2 separate regions of the Anser cygnoides genome follow, and region 1 is linked to region 2. Evidence: chromatin contacts called from public Hi-C data. All regions are on one chromosome and are shown on one strand. Each heading gives the region's core, a stretch centred on a gene start, on an enhancer-like site or on the middle of the called end of the contact. The rest is flanking DNA. Distances are from core to core; before and after follow the strand shown. Region 1 overlaps SCAP (SREBF chaperone). Region 2 holds the start of ELP6 (elongator acetyltransferase complex subunit 6).

Region 1 (4,428 bases), core at 1,355-3,854, 54 kb after region 2:
TTAGGAGATGTTTGAGTCTACAGGATGTTCTGTTCCCCAGGGCCAAATTTTGTTGACGATGAGCCCTTGCTTTAAATAATTTTGCTGAGTCTTCACAGTTACCTTTTGAATCTTCATAGATACCAAGGTCTGGGAGATAGCCACAGCGCAGATGTACTCTGCCCTCATTGAGCTCCTCCTTGGAACTGTTTGCTGGTTGTTGGGTACAGTGTGAGTGACAACCTGCCTGCTTTTCACGTCAGGTTCCTCAGCAGCCTCCGTTCTCGCCTCAAGCTGCTGCATCCCAGCCCCAACTGCACGCTGCGAGAGGAGAACATCGTGCACGTCCACTTCAAGGAGGAGATCGGCATCGCTGAGCTGATACCCCTCGTCACCACCTATATTATCCTCTTTGCTTACATCTACTTCTCCACACGTAGGTTTGTGGGGTGGAGAGCCTAGAGAGTAGAGCAAGCTAATAAGCCACCTATATATATATATATATATATATATATATATATACCTGACAGCTGTACATATGTAAGGGATGGGTGGTGAGGGAGACCTTTCCAGGGCTACCTATGGGAAAAACGAGTTCCATCCATAGCACTGCAGTTCCTCCTGTTTCAGCAGCAAAGGTGATGTTGAAGTTTTACCGTGAACCGTCAGGTAGAGAATTAGTAGTCTTGTTGATCTGATTTCTGCCGATTTGTTCCTCTTAGCCAAAGTGGTGCTACTCCTTGTGGTATCTTCTGAGGTGTTCCCTGTCTTACACAGCTTTAAATGCTGTAGTAGTGATGCTTTTTCCAATTTGGACAGACTAATTTGTGGTCGTTTAGATCAAATACATGTTCTGAGCTTGTGGATTTAGACCTTACCAGCCATATTTAAGTTCCTTTTTTCATGCCCCTGCAGTGCTGTACTGGAGCCAGTATAAGCCGCAAGCCACGTCTTCTGTCCCGTCCTTGTAACAGTTCTTGGGTACTGGGAGGATGTGGGATCTGCATTTCAGACATTGAACTGCCAGTATTTCTGGGCTGCAGCTAGTAAAGTACCTGCAGAAATAAGTCGGGATGAGGATCCCTTCTTGATTTTTTATTAATATGTCATTTTCTTTCGCTTCGTAACAGAGACTTTGCATTTCTATTTTTCAGGGAAGATTGACATGGTGAAATCGAAATGGGGCCTGGCACTGGCGGCAGTCGTCACGGTGCTCAGCTCTCTGCTCATGTCAGTTGGGCTGTGCACGCTGTTTGGTTTGACCCCTACTCTTAATGGAGGGTATGTTCCCAGCACCAAACCTCTTCCCAGACAAGGGCAGACGGAGGAGAAATCATTTGAAAACAGCTGCTCAATGCTTAGCCTTTAAGACCTAGCATTTTTCATATAAGCTTACATGATAGTGTTTACACACTGCTGTGTAAAATTATAAACAGACTTCTTGAGCTGAAGGACCTTGTGGTTTTTGTCTGTCTGGCAAAAAGATTTGACTGAGTCCCAGTCTTCCTGGAGATGCCTTATTGCTTAGCATTTGGCTCTTCCAGCCTAAAGCAAAAGGTATTATTGGGACAATGTCTTAATTATAAATACGATTTCCTGGCAGCTGAGCAGGCTCCCACATATCTTCCTCCTGCAGTGACTTGTCCTAGCATCCAGAAGTGCTCGTTGCTTGATCTTGGGCTAGCTCAGAAGAATCTTTCAGAATGGCAGAGCTGCGCTGTTTGTGCCTGGAGGCCAGCGGGTAACTTTGCACCCATCTCTGACATTTGTCAGCTCTTCTTTTGGCTGGGGCTCCTGCACACGTTGGTGTTTGGCCTTTTGCTGTGGTTACTACCACTCATATTTGTGTCAAGCTGAAAACACCTGAGAACACCATTAATTAAAGTTCAATTTGGAATCTTTCTTTTGATTTTTCTGATCCCATTCCTAAGTAATTAAGGACGTACCCATCGATTGTCTTCTCGACTCCTCCTTCCAGCCATATACCACCGGAACAATACGAAGTTTGACCATGAGGGAGGTTTTCTCAGTGCTGGTGATAGTTTACCAGGAGCCAGACCTACATGGAGGAAATCTGAGAAGCCTAGAAGAGCTACAAATAATTGACTTCAGAAACTAAATTATTTAATTATTTGTTCCTGTTTTTACTTCTGTGGTAACTAAGAGCCTTAATTATGGATCAAGACCAGATCAAGATAGGATCTACTGGAAGTTTACAATTGTAATTCAAGTAAAAACAGTATTTGGATGCAGATACATGGGGGCATCCAGTGTTGGTTCAGTCTGGTTTTAGTTAGTGCAGTGACCAAGGCCTTTGTCTACTGTCAGCGTTACTGTTGTCACACATAAGGGCTAAACTAATTCAGTTATTCCTCCCGCAGGCTAGACAGTTAATCAGTTCTTGTTTCTTAAAGTGGTTTTCCTGCAAAAAATCTTTGCCTTAAAATGATTGCACAGATGATTTCCTTTGGGGTTGAAACTTAACCCTTGCAATACCTTATAAATGATATTTAATTGGATGAAAGACACTTGGGTTCTGTGGTGATGGGTTCCGATGACATTGAGGTTTTTATTTTCTGATGACATTGAGTTGTTTTTTCAGCAGGTTGATTCTGCTCTTTCAGATAAATGCCACGTGCTAGTAACGGTGGTTGTACTTTTTGATGCAAGTCATAGGGAAGGATCCCTCAGGGCTTGATCTGGCTCCTCTCCTAAGTGCTGTAAGCGTTCGGACACTGAAGGAGAGTGAGGCACTTTGGCTGAGGCCTGCCTTTTCGTTTCCTAAATGCTCATAATTTTCAGTTCTCGACAGCTGTCACAGGTGGGATCTCGCTGAAAGCAAGAAAGGTCTGGATGAGATGAAAGTGGCATTAATATGTGAGCAAGCCGTACAGAGAATGGGTTGGGACTGCAGGTACCCAAGGGATCCTCCGACCTTTTCCTGATTCCCCAGTGTCTGCCAGAGCACTTTCCCTCTTGTTATCTGATTCCCGAGTGGGGACAGAGTGTTCTTGGTATGTCCTAGACGCAATGGTAACGTGCTAGGGGTTGGCCGGCTTCAGGGTGCAGAGTCAGATTTGTTTGGTTAAACTCTGAGCTGAATTTTAACCTTTTTTATCTGTTTTGTTTACAGCAGAGCCTTCTAGATATGGGTGTGTTTGTTTTTAATGGTACCTGTATTTACGATAAGCCTCTGTCCCTCACCGATTTTTGTAAGGTACTAAAATAGAGCTTGGTGCTTAGAGGTCAGTATCTGCTTACTGCTACCATATGATATTATAAGCTAGACCTTAATCATTATCATTCATCTATTATCTTGCTTTGATAGTTTTCCCTTGCCTTAAAGCATATTTCAGATATTAATGAAGGCAAGGTAGAATAGGTGAGGTAGACATGAGTCTTATTTTACAGAAAAGAAGACTAGGTGGAGATTGGTGGCATGCTCTGCCCAGGATTTACGACTGAACAGTAGGTTGTGCAGAATGCCCAGAGTTTGCTGAAGTGGGGTACAAGTGAGCTGGGGGACTCTGAAGGCCTCTGAACGACTCCAGAGCGCAGCCACCACGAGCTGCTAGCTCAGCTGGGTTAGAGGAGTCATCGTCTTAAATGACGACCTACCTCTCTGTATTGATTATAATTTTTTTATATATGATTTTTTGGCCTAAACTGACTAGCTCAGATGCGAACATTTACGTTTTAGATATGAGAGGCTGATGTGATGAATCCATAAAGCTTCCAAGTGATATCTTCCAAGTTTATCTTTGGGTAAACCTGTGAGTCGCTCTGTTCACATGCATGCATGGAGTCAGGGAGTCGGAGGAGATCTGTTTTCTTCGTGAGTTCATGGTGATGGGTGCTGGATCTTGCTGTGACGCAGCACCTTCTGGCGTCCAAGTGAGAAATGATCTGTAGGTGTTTCAGTAGATGGACGTGGCGTGGCGTCCATGCTCTTCCTTCCTCTTCCTACTGGAAGCTCTTTCTCAGCATTCGGCACCGGATGGCAGAAAGTACAGCGAGGATCTCTTGCCGCCTGCCTCACCGAGTGGGGAGCAGTGAACTTGGGTTTGGAGTTTGCAGGGCGCCAACAGCTCGTGTTTGACCCGCACCAGCTCGTAGCACTCTTCAAGAAAAGCCAGTGTCAGGTTGCTCTTAGCCTGCTAGCCATTTAAAATGAAACCTGCTGACTCTTCAAGGACTATTTAAATTGATAACCTGTGACTACTAATTAATTATCTTCTGCAGTTGAAGCAACTGGTTAAGTAGGACATAGCTGAGAGAATTACGGGTTTCCTTTTGCACACTTGTACTGCCGTCCGAAGGCTTACTGCAGCTCGTCTGCAAACGGTGCTGGACAGCGAGCGCTTCTTGCAGGACTGCGTGTAAGGACAGGATTCTGCAGGAGCGTGCTCTTGGGGACCGTAAGCTCTGCAGGACTGTGCTGCACCATGC
Region 2 (4,389 bases), core at 1,600-4,099:
GGGCCTCTTCTTGCCCCACCATTGAGCCGGCCCGACAGCTGCTCTCTCGTTAACCTCTGCTGGCCTCGAAGCTCTAATGATGATCTTTTCTGGCTCAGAGCATTACTAAAGCCTTTAGCATCGGCCCGGCGGCGGGAGACGAGGGAGCCCTCCCGCTCGGGTACGCTCCTCTTGCTGCCGAGCAATTTGATTTGCGCCTTGACCTCCGGCGGGATGGGAACATCCCGGGTAGCTCAGAGTCACCGGAGGAGGAAATCAAATGTCTTCTCCCTAAAAATCGCTTTCCACACGCTCACACCAAGAAGCCCGCTGATTTTAGTTACCCTTCCCTGCCACGCTCTTGGGAATTGCCTCAAACACTGCAGGATGAATTGTTTTGATTTGTTTAGGTGGTTTCTTTTGGTCAAGAATTGCTTTTTTTTTTTTGCCACTCATTTCGGTCTCACGTAGCACAGGAGCTTAATGGTAAGCAGCATTGCTACCTATGGATGCCATATGGCTCCGCTATGCCACACACACAAGGTTTGCTGCATTGTAAATACTGCAAATAAGCACGGAGCAGATGGAAAGGGAAGGGGCAACAGTGTTAACAGCAAAATTCTCGCTGCCTTAGCGCGGTAACAAGTCACGAATTGTGAGAAGGAATACATTAAGAAGGACAAGAGGTGTTTTGAGAGACGCAGCTGTACTTTGCGTGCGTCTTTGGTCCCCTTCCCACTGCAAAGAGAAAAAGGCAGGATTTTTACATTTCATTTACAAGGCGCTGAGGGCTCTGCGGCTCCTGGAGGAGCTGGAAGGGAAGTGCTACGGGGAGAGAAACGTGACGGTGCAGACAAAAGGTGGTCAGAAAAACGCCCCGTTTACCGGCGTACGAATGCTGCCCTGTAGAGAGCTCCCAGGTAGGAACATCCCCGGGCTCTGCCAAGTCCCTCTGCGATGCGGATGGGGCTCTGCAGACAAACCCCGAGGGCTGGGAGGACAGGAGCCAGGGGGAGGCCACTTGGAAGGGCAGCGAGGCAGTCAAGGCACGGAGCCCGGCCGGAGCTGGTTACCCACGCCCCGAGACCAGAGCCCCGGTTCCCAGCTCTCTGAAAGGGTAGGAAAACAAAAGCAAAGGGATCCGGGCTTTTAAAGCAGCTTTCAGCTAAGGCTCCTAGAGAAACGAAGCCATCAAAGGGTAGGAGAGGAAGCCCTTTCACAGCTCAGTGACCGGTTAAAAGGCAGGAAGCACGGGGCTGACACGCACGTGGGTTTCTGCAGCAAAGAGAGATGGCAGGGGGGTATCTTGGGGTCCGGGCACCTCACCCTGCCTGTGCCTACGCACTCTGGAAAGGGTCGGGGAATGGGGTGGCAAATTCTACAGATAATACACGTGTAAACATCGAAAATAAAGGCGGAAGAACAGCTGCAATGGCTCAACCAAATCTCCACGCAGCCCGCTGGCTTTTCTGCAGCAGTTCTCCTCATCAGATGGGGAAACCTGAGGCTAAGGCGAGCGCTGCGTGGTCCCAAAACTCTTCTCCCAGACCCCCAAATTTGCAGCTCAGGGGCTTCCCAAGCCCATACTGGCCCTCAAATCTCTCCTCCATGGATTTGTCCCCTTCTCCTACCAGTTCGCCCCCCCTAAGCCCACAGAACCCTTCAATATTGAAATTTGTGGTTCTTCGTAGCCCTGCGTTAAACGACACACGCGTCTCCTCGCTCTTGCTCGGCGCTTGCCATTTATTAGCATCGCGTGATGCCCCCTAATGCTCGCAGCAGATGAGGCAGTGCCGGGACCGCGCAGCTCCTCCAGGTCCCTCGGCAAATCCAGGGCTCTGCATGCCTCCCTCAGCCGGGCAATCCTCATTTATATTAAAAAAAAAAAGAAAAAGAAAAAAGATTACAAAAGCAAATAAGGGGCAGTAAATTGGGCAAGTGCATAAAAGCAAATTCAAGCAAAGGGGAAAAAAATAACCGTATGCGATTTGGACGTTCGCGGCTGCAGGCTGTAAATTAGCTGCTACTACTCGGAGAAGCAGCCGGGAATTATCGGGGCTCTGCTTTGAGAGCCCCAAATTAACGCTCAGCGGCACCCGGACGTGCCGGTGACTTGCTGGGGAGTATCAAGGACATCGGAGAGCCCTCCTGAAGACACCGGCGTGCCACGGCATCTACCCGGGTGAACGGCCGGGTGCCAAGGGTGGAGGCTCAAGGTGTAGGGCCCGGGGGGAGGCCAGGCGCTGGCGGCGGACCCCAGGGGCGACGTGGATGTTAACGACGCGGATGATGGGGGCAGTGCCCCCTCAGCACGCCCGTAGGGCCGAGGTGACCACAAGGCAGGCTGACGGAGCCCCGGGCTGCCCGGGGCCGAGCGCTGCCAGCAGCTGGAGGGATGGGACCGCGGAACCACGGCACCACGGCGGGGGCTGGGTGGGAAGGGACCCCCAAAACCCCCCACGGCCACCCCCTGCCGTGCCCAGGGCCCCCTGCCCCCAGCCCAGGCTGCCCCCAGCCCCATCCAGCCTGGCCTTGGGCACTGCCAGGGATGGGGCACCCACAGCTCCTGGGGGCAGCCTGCGCCAGGCCTCACAGGGACGGATTTTTCCCTAATTTTCCCTATTTTTTCCCTAATCCCCCTCTTTTCAGCCTAAAGCCTCCCCCGCTCCTGTCACGACAGCCCCCGACGCCCCCCCCCAGCCCAGCCCGGCGCCCCCTCAGGCTGCCCTTGGGGGGCTCCCCCCCCCCCGGGGGTGCTCCGCCACCACCCCCGGCCGCCATTTAACGCCGGGGGCCGCCGCCTGAGGTGGGGGGGGGGGTCTGTCCGTCCCCCCGGTCCCTTCCGCCCCCTCCACGAACGCGGAACCGGGGGAAGGGGAGGGAGAAGAGGGCTCCGCCCGCCGCATGCGCTGCTGCGGTTCCTCCCCCCCCACGAAGCCACGGGCACCGGGAGGCAGCGGCGGCCCCCGGCCATGCTGGCGGAGCTCAACGAGCTGCTGGGCGCCTCCCCGCAGCGCCCGGGCACGGTGAGGGCGGCGGCGGCGGGGCGGAGGCGCGGGGAACGCCGGGAGTTGTAGTCCGGGCGGCGGGGGGGGGGGGCGGCCGCCATGGCGCGGGCAGGGCCTCGCCGCCACAGGCAGCGCTGTCCCCGGCACCACCATCAGTGCCACCGCCGCTGTCACTAATGTGTCCCCCCCCCAACCCCGCCTGCAGCCCCTGGGGGGGCTGCCAGGCTTCTGCCCCGCGGGCCGGGGGCTGTGGTCACAAAACAGCATTGCCCCAAATGTATTCACGCCCCTCTGGTGCGCTGTAGGGGTTTAAGCTCCTTTAGGCTGCTCTGTTCATTTATTTTGTCCCTGTAGGTTTTTGGTTTTTTTTTTTCTGGGGCTAGTTCACAAGTCTTACGAGGAGAGACTGGGGGTGTTTAGTCTGGGGAAGACGAGGCGCAGGGCAGACCTCGCTGCTCTCTGAAAATACCTGAAAGGAAGGTGTGGGGAGCTGGGGGTCGGCCTCTTCCCACAGATAACCAGTGATAGGACCAGAGGGAACGGCCTCAAGGTGTGCCGGGGGAGGTTCAGGTTGGAAATGAGGAGACATTTCTGCTCAGAAAGAGCAGTCAGGCGTTGGGACGGGTTGCCCAGGGAGGTGGTGGCGTCACCGTCCCTGGGGGTGTTCAAGGAGCGGTTGGACGTGGTGCTTGGGGCCATGGGTTAGTGGTGACATTGTTGGGAGGGGGTGGTTGGACCAGGTGAGCTTGGAGGTCTCCTCCGACCTTAACGATTCTACGATTCTGTGAAATCATGTGGTGACAAAACACCCTGTGTAAGGGCCGTGAGGTGCTTGGGGTAAAAAGTTAACAAAACGCACGTGTGTCACGGAGAACTTGTCCTTCCTGATGGATGCTGGGTCAGGCCATAAAGGCGTGTTCGGGATGGTAGCTTTGTAAGTCAGAGCCTCCCTGCTCCTTCCCTTTTAGAGCACACGATGCCGGTAGGGTAATGTGCTTGGCCAGAAAATGGCAGCGAAGCAGTGCCCTGTTGCCAGAAGGACAGACGGACATCAGTGGGACCAAAGCAGAGGCTGCCCGAGCCCCCAGGCCCCTCAGGTTGGTGTCTGGGGGCTGAGCATGGAGGCCCCGAACGAGGAGCCTTGGTGGAGGCCGTGGGACGGGCAGGGGTGCTGTCACCCACCAGGCCCTTCTCCCAGGCAGGGGTCTCGATGGACGGAGAAATCAGAGACAAAACTGGGGATAAGGAATGTGGCCAAGCGGTATCGTGGTCTGACGCCGCAGCCCTGCAAAGTGGGGCTTGGTGCAAATTGGGAATTCAGAAGAGCAAAACCGACAGGAGGTTTGGCCTCAAGATCCCGAGTTTTGACTTGGCAGCGTAGGCAGAACCTGGCAGAGGCGCC

Evidence for each region. A called contact is a pair of places that touch in the nucleus more often than the background predicts.
Region 1: a Hi-C map of liver shows a contact between it and region 2, with 1.7 times the contacts expected there. The contact joins the enhancer-like site here to the promoter of ELP6 in region 2. A contact is called at or near these places in 3 of 7 Hi-C or Micro-C datasets (all in liver).

Annotation. Positions count from the first base shown.
Region 1 is chr2:1,267,702-1,272,129 of Taihu_goose_T2T_genome, forward strand. SCAP (SREBF chaperone) reads left to right here. Exons shown (of 24, transcript XM_066991038.1): 8 at 243-415; 9 at 1,134-1,260. Among named protein-coding and RNA genes, the nearest start is that of PTPN23, 34 kb to the right of the region's middle. Within about 2 kb of position 2,605, at least 1 of the 3 cell types and tissues checked has open chromatin away from gene starts, as enhancers often do. A contact at or near this core is called in liver, where this site is marked.
Region 2 is chr2:1,213,472-1,217,860 of Taihu_goose_T2T_genome, forward strand. It overlaps ELP6 (elongator acetyltransferase complex subunit 6), which reads left to right and starts at 2,850. Exons shown (of 7, transcript XM_066991103.1): 1 at 2,850-3,005. The coding sequence starts at 2,952.